2 separate regions of the Zea mays genome follow, and region 1 is linked to region 2. The links are chromatin contacts, called in public Hi-C maps. All regions are on one chromosome and are shown on one strand. The core of a region is the stretch at or near the end of the contact, and the rest is flanking DNA. Distances in the headings are between cores, read along the strand shown.

What was found. Hi-C and Micro-C count contacts between places; a contact is called where the count stands out from the background.
Region 1: a Hi-C map of ear shows a contact between it and region 2, with 5 times the contacts expected there. The contact joins the promoter of LOC100280783 here to the promoter of LOC103633078 in region 2. A contact is called at or near these places in 10 of 25 Hi-C or Micro-C datasets (bundle sheath, ear, leaf and 3 more).

Annotation. Positions count from the first base shown.
Region 1 is chr7:148,933,000-148,938,216 of Zm-B73-REFERENCE-NAM-5.0, reverse strand. LOC100280783 reads right to left here and starts at 2,591. Exons shown (of 5, transcript NM_001153705.1): 1 at 2,350-2,591; 2 at 2,084-2,214; 3 at 1,874-1,964; 4 at 1,642-1,760; 5 at 1,139-1,526. The coding sequence starts at 2,471. The coding sequence ends at 1,685.
Region 2 is chr7:148,560,643-148,566,415 of Zm-B73-REFERENCE-NAM-5.0, reverse strand. It overlaps LOC103633078 (30S ribosomal protein S31, mitochondrial-like), which reads left to right and starts at 1,804. Exons shown (of 1, transcript NM_001369259.1): 1 at 1,804-2,449. The coding sequence starts at 1,893. The coding sequence ends at 2,159. It overlaps LOC103633079, which reads left to right. Exons shown (of 14, transcript XM_008654759.4): 14 at 1-547. The coding sequence ends at 209. It also overlaps the pseudogene LOC103633077.

The DNA.
Region 1 (5,217 bases), core at 1,342-3,841, 370 kb before region 2:
TGGCCGGCCTCCGTTTCGCGAGACACCATGCGTGGTGGCACAGCAGCGCAGGGTCTTTGCGTGCGGGAGTCCAAAGCTTAATATCCCGCGACGAGGGAAAAAGAAAGCGACGAGATCGCAGCCAAAAAAAAAAAAGACGCCAGCGTTAACGCTGTCACAGACGGCACAGTCGCCACCGACGGATCACGGGGGCGTTGGTCGGTTTGGTTGCGGCGAACCGCGCACGCCGCACGGCACGAGCGAGGGGAGGGGAGAGGCGCGGCGCAAGCCGCGATTCATGCGTCACGTCACGGCGGAATGAATCCGTGCGGCGGTCGGTGTGCGCGCAGAGGAGCGACGCTGGCGTCGCATGGTCCGTTGCCATTGTGCTTTGCGGCTCGCCGTGTGGTGTGTGCGTGCTGCTGCCTGCTCCCCACACCTCCGGCTTGTTGGCCCGTTTTCGCAAAGAGGTGGGCTTATCGGGCTTCTTCGTCGTCGTGGGCCTCACATCAACAGAGTTACATGTTTCACCGGTCCAGTAAACCAGCGGCCAGCCCATGGCCGCGGGAGTTCACCCGCCAATTTCGTTTTATGAATCCCGTTTTTTTTTTTAAAAAAAAAACAGGCTGGAACCGGTCTATCTCTATTCATAGGATAGAAGGACAAATACACCCAACCATATTTAGTATGACTATTTTATACGCGCCAATAATAGTGTTGGGTAATTTACAACATTTATTTTTTTTTCATATTGAATTTATTTCGGGTCTCGAGAACTAACACGATAATTTATTTTGTTGGGCAATTAGGCAACTACAAGATAAATTTTAGCTTGTTCGGGAGTACCTGACTTATTGAGATCGGCATGATCCTTAACCCTACGTACACTGCCCACTTGCTAGTTCCAGTCCATTATTATATATACGCGCATCAAAGATTCTGACTGCCGCGTCCACTGCTCTCAGCTCTGCCTGTACGCAGGCCTCCAAATGCAGCTACTGTCACGCGATATCCGGACAGCTGAATCGACGAGGTCGCAAACGGAAAGTACATATGCTGACAACCCATACACAGCGGTTGAACGCGACAACACAGAAACAGGACAGTCTTGAGCAGAACCCGAGATCTCGAATCCTGGTGGCAGCAGGGGCAACTTGTGTCAAAATCAAAACCCGGCCGGGAGGTGCAACGACTCGATCTTGATTCATGTACATGTGACATATACTACAACAGAAAAAGAGCAATAATGTGACATGAGCTGGGTGATGGTAGTGGTAGGTGCGCGTGGCCAAAATCAAAATCCCGCAGGGATGAGATGGAACTGAAATGTTTGGATGTTAGGGAAGTCAACTGCATCCCCGCAGCGCAGGCGCAGCTCATGTAGTACGTGAGGAGATCGTACGTTGTTGTTGGAATCGTGTGCTGGAATCGTGTCCAGAATTGCGTCGTCGTCACATTCGCCAGCTTCCCTCTCGCCACTTGAGCTATATATGTGCAGCAGTGCAAGTCTTGTCCGGATGACGCCTCTGCTGCACGTACGTTCAAATCTGAAACCAAACTGGCTGTCAGAGAGGAAGAAAGAACGGAGACACAGCTGAAAGCAACAACGGCATCTATCAATGCATCATGCAGAGTAGAAACAGCGTGTTTCTGGTCACCTGCCTCCGTCATTCTGTTCCCAGTGCGGCGCCGGCATGCATGCCTGTCAGGCGTTGGAGCTCAGCCCTCTCGCCTCGCACGATCGCATCACCCGCATCCGCTTGCACGAGGACACGAACATCCTGCAGACCAGGCACGGGCATTTGCCGTTTGTTAGAAAACCTACCATGCGTCTTTGCTGCTCCAACTAATCGTCCAATGTACAGTGGCAGCGCAGTTCGGCGAGGGCGCTTACTCCCACGGCACGTCGCCGACGAGCATCCAGTCGCCGTCGCCGTCCTCGTACACCACGGCGTGCTCCCACTCGCCGTAGCCGTCCATCAGCCCTGCACCAAACAGAATTACAGAAAGCGCAACGAACTCACCTTCAGTTCTTCCCGTGGCTTATAACACACACACACACTGACACACACCGTCTTGTTGCAGGAGGCCAGGAGGGGCTTACCGATGGAGCAGCAGCAGAACAACTCGTTGAGCGCCTCCACGAGCTCGCCGTAGTCGTCGTACGCCGCCACGTCCACCTTCCTCAGGTACGGCGTCCCGTCCATGCTCACCTTCACGAACGCTTGCATCGTCCTGCCCGCAACCAGCAGCCGGTCAGACAGACACAACAGAACAGAACAGAAACCCACGTGCATGAGCATGACACCCACACCAGTCAACATGCACGCGACCGGCGGTCAGCTACCAATGCAAGGAGAGCTAACGTACATGGCGGACGACGACGGCTGCTGGCCGTTCTTCCTCGCTCGTCTCGCCTTGCGCGCATTGACGCCGGGTGGTCCCAGCGTCAGCTCCGTGAGGTCCACGCCGTCGTCGCCGTAGCCCGCCATGATGCGATCGCGGCCTGTGTGGACGACCGATGGAGGTCGGCTGAAGGACGGAGACAAGCCGAGGACTTTGAGGTGGAGCTCAGCTAATCGTGAATGAAGCGTGAGGGTGGAACTGAAACTGATGGAGCTACAACTCTGTGCTGCCCCCGTGGGTATATATATACCGTTGGTGTGGCGGCGGTTCACAGGAAACAGGATGCCTGAGCACGAGATCCTCTGTGAAGGGAGCACGGAGCAGTCGGCATCGTGCTCGTGCCAGCCAGGAAGATACGGCACGGCGGCGGCAGGCAGCGTGACTGTGGTTGCAGAGGATCCGGTTTCCGGTTGAGTCGTTGGGCCGGGGACAGCCGGACGGCTGCGGAGCCTGGCGGGAGCGCCGGCGGTTGGGCTGCCTGGGTGCGGGCAAGGCACCGCAGCCGGTCGGCTGGAACCCTGGCACGGTGTCGTTCGTGGGGCCGACCGGGTGCTGCCAGGTGGACGCCCTGGTCTCCTGCCTCGCTAGCGTGCCATCGTGGCTGCCTGGGCCGCAATCTAGTGTGCCGTCATTGCTGTGGTCAGCGCTCAATGCTCAGGCGCTGCTTAGTGGGTCATCTTATGGCGATAGTACTCAAATATATATTAGAACTCTTACAGTCTGCACGATTGGCGGCTAGTATTATTGGCAGGTACTAGTATACGTAGATTTTAGTGGAGACTGCAGCGGGAGACTATCAGTAGAACCTCGTTGCTTTGAAAATATAATCTGAATGGCGGCCACGAACAAGAATCCTTCAAAGCGTCTTCGTTCGTTCTTCAAGCACTGTAGCTGTCAATGCCAATCAGTACGTAGAGTTCCACCACACATGGGCTGCTGCTGCTGCCAAAGGAGCGCATGGTAGTTGGGGCATGCATGGGAATGGGATGGGAACTGCCACAGTAGATCCGGATTCTGGCGAGGGGGGTAGGGGACAGCCGCCCCGTCCCACAAGTGGCTACGTGCATGTTCCCTCCCCTCCGTGACACTGATTTTACGCTGAAGACCCGAGTCGCGTAGTATGTGCATGCACGCAGTCACGCAGACCACGCAGGACGCCAGCAGCAGCAGCAGCAACGTGCCCGCACCGCACGAAGCCAACTCGGCTTCCTCCTCCCCTGGCCCTGCCCGCCATGTCTCGCAGCCGCTGGTCCCCGCGGTGCCGGGCCCTGGCTCGACAGCGCCGAGGCCTCGCCGCCGCCGTGTCCGGCAAAGGGCGCACTGCTGCTCGCGGGACACGAGCATCGTGCTCCGCGCGCAGGACCGGCCGGCGGTATAGTTCGATGCACCGGGTTGCCGGCCTACGTGACCGTGCCCTGTCGCAAGCGAAGCGCGCGACTGGGACGATGGATGGGATGGCCGGTACGAGACGAGACGAGCAAGCAGTGAGTCCGCGTGGTTTTCCGCCGTGCCTCCTGTCCTGGCGCGCGCCCGGTGTCGTGCCCCTGCTGGGAGGGCAGCGTGTGCGGGGTGGCGGCTGCTCATTTGTTTGCGCTCGCGCCTCCCCGAGACCGAGACTACACGCGCGGCGGTGTGCGATTGTTCGCGCCTCCCGCTGCCGCCGGCAGAGGATTAACCTCGGAGTTGGTGGCGGTGGCCATGGGTTGGGTTAAACTCCACTTTTGTAGGGCCTTTTGATGCAAACCATGTTTTGACTGCAAACTGTACTCGACAAACCAACGTTTGACCAGCGCGTTCGCGCCCTCAGTGGCATGAAACGTGTCGACTGGCCTAGAGTAGTCGGGCATTACAAATTGCTACTTACTTGATGTCTTCCTACAAAGTATTACTAATAGTACTACTCGATAACTCAGACTGATGCTTAGTTTTATCCGACTAAAAAAATGACTGAAATCTTGCATCATTTTCATAGCAACAAGTCCTCCAAATCACTTTATGTATTGGTATTAATTAAGTATTCGTGTCCTCATATCAATTATTTAAAGCAATATGTAATTCCGTTGAATTAATGTGGGACTAGACCATATTAATATTCAATAATAGTCAATACTAAATGCTCAATTTAATGCTACGGTGTCGGGTACCGTAATTAGAGGTACCCCAACGCTCCTAAACACGGCTGGTAACCACCATCAGCACAAGCTGCAGAGACTGATGTGCGCAATTCAGGTCAAGGCTTCGTCTACTCAAGGGACGTGATCTCGCCTCGCCCGAGCCCAGCCTCGGGCGGGAACAGTAGTCCAGGCGAATTCACGCATCGCCCGAGGGCCTCCTCAAGCAACGGGCGCACCCTCGACTCGCCCGAAGTCCAGCTCGGGTAGGTTTCGTTATGAAGCAACCTTGGCCAAATCGCCTCACCAACCGACCATATCGCAGGCGCATTCAATGCAAGGATCGTCTGATGCCTTATCCTAACACACGTGCCTCAGTCGGCAAGGTCGAAGTGACCGCAGTCACTTCGCCCTTCCACTGATCGACCTGACAGGAAAACAACGCCGCTCGCCCCTCTCCGACTGCTGTGCCACCCACCAGGGTGAGGCTGACAACAGCTAAGTCCTGCCTCAGGCGCAACAGGAGGCTCCGCCTCGCCCGACCTTGGGCCTCGGCCTCAGGAGGAGGTCTCCGCCTCGCCCGACCTCAGGGCTCGGCCTCGGAAGGTGGTCTCCGCCTCGCCCGACCATAGGGCTCGGCCTCGACCCCGACCTCGGGAGGAATCGCGTCCTCGCCCGACCTCGCCCTCAGGAGGAGTCTCCGCCTCGCCCGACCTTGGGC
Region 2 (5,773 bases), core at 555-3,054:
TGAATTCTAAACAACGAAGGCTGCAACTATCTCGCCGCATCTGGACACAGACTGACATGGAACATGTGAGGGAAAGTGCCGCTCTTGTCATAAAATTGGTAGAACATCTGGAGAAGGGGCAAGCCATCAAGGAAATGTTTGGGTTAAGCTTCACATTGAACCAACGAGCTATCCGAAGACCTTTCAGCTGGGTTAGTGCTAACTCCTAAAGCAAGCATCGAGACAAATTATGATTATGATGGTTGATAGTTGCATGGGACAACAAACAATGCCATGATGAAATACATAGTAGAGGAGACCTCTTGTCAGTCACCCATACGAGCATTGATTTTCACTGATGCCCCTGTATATTTCGTATCACTTATTATGTAGATGTACATGTGATGGATTTTGCATTGTGGAACTGTTAAAATGAACCGACATGAGATGCCAAATCTTTGCACCAAACAGTATGATGTATTGCTGATCTGATTTTTTTGCATCAAATGTATATCTAATATACCATATTTTTTGCTTAAGTAAATCAGATGCTATGAATGCCAACTAATTGATTTTCTGTTGTTGAGAGCTCAGTCCCTACCTTCTCGCTTTGTAAGAGGTGCATCATATGCAAATATATGATCAAACTAACTCAAAAACTTCTATTACGATTTTAAACTAAAAATGATGAATATTCAACTTGTTTTAACCCCGTTAAGAAACTCATTATCAACTAAATTCAAACACTTCTAAACGACTCAAAAGACATTTCTAGCTCACTTCAAGAGAGGAATGTATCATGTGCAAACCAAACACTTAGTGCAAAACGTGCAAGCAGTCATAGAATTATTTTAAAACAACCCTCCCACCAAGCATCATGTTTCAAAACGATCCTTCCACCTCTGGTATATTTTCAAATACACACTCTCACCTCCAACAACATGTTGGTTTATATGGTTTGCACCAAGTGCTTAGTTTATAAGCATGATTTTGAAAAACACTTTCACCTTGATGTAAAAATAGAAGAATATATTTTTGGCCATCAAACCATCTCTCGAGTCTGATTTTGGTCATCAAACTCGAAAACAAAACTTTTACCCACCCAACTATTAAAATCAGTTATGTTTGATGGTTTTAATAGTTCAATGACCAAATATTTCTAGGTTTTGAGTTCAATAGTCGCACTCAAACTCAAGCCATAGTTGAATAGTCAAAAATAGAGTAATCTTGATATTCAAATGCATACTATAGTTTTCTAGGAGACGATTCAACACGACAAGGAGGAGGGAACGAGGAACGAGGTCGACTGGTCGAGTATCGACGACGAGGCGTGGCCTGTTTGTTTCAACTTTTTCTGATCAGGTTTTCTGAGAATCTGGCTGCGCGAAGGATCTGATTATCGTGGGGATTACGTGCGGAGGAAAATGAAGTGGTCCAAATGGTTCAGGATCTAGAAAACGATGGATTCCTATTATTGTGACGACTCGACCGATTCTGTGTTCGTGTTGATTTTGAACGGTTTTTACTAAAATAACTTTTTATAGAAGCGAGCTGAAAAGCTGAGGCGTTTGGCAGTCCGCAATAGTTTTTTTTTTGCCAGAATCTGAAAAAAAAACTCAAACAAACGGGTCGTCATGAGTCATAGACACATATGAACATTTTAGCAAGGAGTAAACGTTAGATGTGCATAAACACAAATATTCTCGGGTGTGGCGGTGGGGTGAAACCGTGAAAGTGCCTGCTACTTTCGTTGGGCCTTGCTTAATTTGTTTTGAATGGGCTTTAGTAAATTTGTCTTGGGCCTTGCAAGCTGTAACCCTCTTCCTCACTTTCACTTCTCTCCCTCGTCTCCTCCATGGTCAATCGGGTGATCTGAAGGAGGAGGAGGCGGCGGCACTCCAAACTTTAGCGACATGGCAATGCGGTTGGCGGCTGCGGCCACGTTCGTGCGGCGCCTGGCGCCGGCGCGCCCACCAGTACGCATCCTGGCGGCGGCATCTACGGCGGAAGCGGAGGCAGTGACGTGCGGGCGCGGGGACAAGAAAACCAAGCGCGGGAAGCGGTTCAAGGGCTCCTTCGGCAACGCACGGCCCAAGCGGGAGAAGAAGATTGAGCGCATCAAGGACCGCGTCGAGGTGCCCCGCTCCACACCCTGGCCCCTCCCCTTCAAGCTTATCTGAGTTGGAGACTCCCTCCCCCCTCGGTTCGCGAGGGCACCTAGGGTTTACTGCAACAGTTGCTGCTACTTGGCCGTTTCCAATTAGCTGCAACCCTGCATGGGCGTGTGTTTGCTTTGTTTTAACTTGTTTCTCAATTGTGTGGTGTTAGATATGTACTGTCGAACTGCTGTAGTTCAACTTTGACCCATGCAATATCCTTTTGGATGGAAGTGAAATATGTTTCTTCCCATCATTTTGTTATTGTATGCATAACTGGAAAATGAATTTGTTCTTTATCCATCAGCAGTTAATGATGTTCTCTCTTTGTTGAAGGATATCAGATTTAGATTGGATTCTCTCTTTGTTGTTCTACTGTCTTCACTTAGTTCAGCCACATGCCATGCATAATGAAATGACAAAAACTGAGAAGTATATATTTCTAAGATGACAAAATCCAAATTATAGGTGTTTTGAATTTCAAGGTACATGTGCCTGAACTATAATTTCTTTGTAAATTTATAACTTGCCGAATGAACATCTTATTTGTATATCATGTGTTACAGGGTTACTATCCAAGGAAAACGAAATCCTCTTTCTCCCCAAGTCTTCTCACTTATTTCCCTTCTGCTGTTCTTCAAAGCGTCCCAAATTTTCTTATTTTTTTTGTATTTGCTCGCACTGAATCCCATAACTCATCCAATCGGAGCTGGGATGCAAGGGTTTATAAATATATATACTTTCTTCCACTGAAACATTCATTCTCTGCCCCCCTCAAGTAGCTGGACTCCCTGTTTTCAAGTCGGCGACTAGTCGGCGACTAGTCGTCCAGTCGGTCCTGGGAGCTCGACTTGGGGAGCCGGCTCGACTTCTCTGGCAAGTCGGGCGACTTGTCAACGACTGGAAATTCTCAGTCGACTAGTCGACTTGGTCTGGCAAATCGGCCGACTTGTGCCCCAGTTCAGCCCAAACAGCCCAAAGGCCCATTACACAACATATTTTCTTGATTTGAGAGAAAATGCAATGGATGATCTTGATTTGGGAGATATTTAGGGTATCTACTATTTAGTATCTATCTAGCTGCAGCAGCAGCTTAGCTATCTAATGGAGCTTATTTCCTTTCAAGTTTGAACTATATTTTGTTGCTATCTGTTTTCCAATTTGAACTATATGGCTGTTATGACTTATGAGTTTATGACTTATCACTTATGTGGCTGTTTTGGTTCAGTTTGAGGCTTCAAATGAGGTAAGACTTGCTGTTTATTTCAGTTTCGTTCAATTTCAGGCTTCAAATGAGGTAAAACATGCTCTTTCTTCATATATAAATGCTATATTGTCTATATAAAGCCATTATATAGGCAAAACAGCCATTATATTGGCAAGTTGACAACTAGTCGACTGACTTATCGACTAGTCACCAAGTCGGTACCTTGTCGACTCGACTCGACTTATCGACTTGAAAACCTTGGCTGGACTCTTTCTGAATAATGTTGTAAAACAATCCTGTCTGACAGAGACAAGATCTTTACCAATTCTTTGTAGACTCTATTGTTCAACCTCATTGGCACTAAACTGCAACTCAGTGCTGCTTATGGTTCCCAAACCAATAGCCCAATAACCAGACTGAGTGTATCAATCATTTATTCCTTGTGCCTACATAGTTTTTGCACACAACACTTTATTTCACATGACACTTGGGTGTTCACTTTCAGTGTATTATTTGGTTTTGAACTGCCACAAGGGTATGCTCCTGTTTTGTCTGAAGGCACACATAGGTGACTTCTGAAATGCTACAGGAGCGAAAACAATTTCCAGATTTGCTGTTAAGAGCACAAAACAAGATGAAACTATGTGCTATTTTGGACATGTCTGAGATTTTCACTTCCTAGATGGAGAAAAGGTTTAGTTCAAGCTTCAGTCTCATGCTCGAACTTTGGTTGGCCACCGTCCATTCCCCAATTTGGCACTATTGTATGTGGCCCTTTTCACCATCTTCAAATGCATTGGATCTTCTACTAACAAATGTGGCCTCAACCTTGTCGCACTAACATACATGGAACATCAACCTGTTATGATTGGCTGGCTAGCCTGCAAGGCTGTTACAGCTTCCAATACTCATCATCATCCTTTCTATTCTTCCTTGCCCAAGCTGAGCTTGAACCAATGTAAAGCTGTAGTGTTTGTTTAGCCAATATGTAAATGCTACAGAAATGCCAATTGGAGACTGGGCTATCCAGACACATACTTCGGGAATTGATTTATGCATTTTTGTTACCGGGCGCAACAAGATCTAGTTGGTAAGGATATAATATCCTTTTCTTTCATATTTGTATGGTTTTCTCGAATTGGTGATCGTAGAAGAGCCGAAAAAGCTAATTATAGGTTCTTATCTCCATCGGAACAATAGGGCTGTTATGCCATTACTAAACTTATTCAAGAGATGAAATAGAACCAAGGTATCTTTTTTATGAGAGGTTAAATTGGTAGAACCAACACAAACCTCATGTTTTCTCGCCAGGAGTAGAAACCTCTAGAGCACACGAGCAAATGTCAGCTTAACACACCAATGTCAAAGCGCCCATCTTTTTGAATAGTTTTCGAGGTATTTGGGCAATTAAATGGGACCTTATACTGGGTCTTGTTAAGCCTCAACCTTTATTCTCAGCCTTAGCAGGAGCACAGGACTGCATGTATTTGCTTCTATGTTGTGACTAGCATGTGTAGCAGCGAACATTGTTGAGAGATCAAGCTCAGCCACATATGCGAGGAAAAAAAGTATGTGGCTACGAAGAATTGCATGCACATGACCTGTTCTGTTTGTAAGCCTTTTAGGGCATGATTGGTTGCTTGCGTTACCCAAGCCTGTATTGGGTCTAAGCCATGTTAGCCCAAGTATAAACATATTTTTTAAGGCATCGCCTAGGCGACACTTAAGCGTCCCGTAGGCGGTAAGGTAGTCCGGCAAGGTAAGGCGTCACCCTCGCCTTGCTCCGACACCTAAGGTGGGTGGGGTAGAGGCTGGCTGCCACAGACGTGCACATGGATATGGCGGTGGCGCGTGCAGAGGCGGCGCGACGACTGCTGCAGAGGGCCTGAGGCAGCGCTGCTGCTGCTGCTGCTGCAGAGGGCCAGAGGCAGCACGGCGGCGGCGGCATGGAATAGTGGTGGCTGGGAGAGAGGGAGAAGCTTGAATAGAGGGAGAGGACTGGGAGAGAGAGGGTGGTGACTGACTGGTTGAGAGAGGGTTGCGTGGAGACTGGAGAGGAGAACTACCTAGGGAGTGTTTATCCTAATTTTGACGGGCTAGCTGGGCTGATTTGTGGGCTGGCAACCTTTTTTTTCTCTTTTTTTATTGATATTTTTTTGTCCTAAGCACTTTCTCAACGATCAATATTTTTTCTGTTTTTCAATATAGTTAAGGCATCACCTCGCTTTACACTTTACCGCTTAAAAGGTAAAAAAGGGATTGGTCGCCTTATCGTCAGAAAAAAGGGATCCCTCGCTTTACACCTGGATCTCAACCTTGTCAAGGGCCATGGGGGCTCGCTATCTTTGGTTGCCAGATCTGCGGTGGCTGCTATGTGTTGGGAAGTGTCAAGGTGTCATGGTGGGTGCCAGGAGGGGGTGGTGAAGGGACG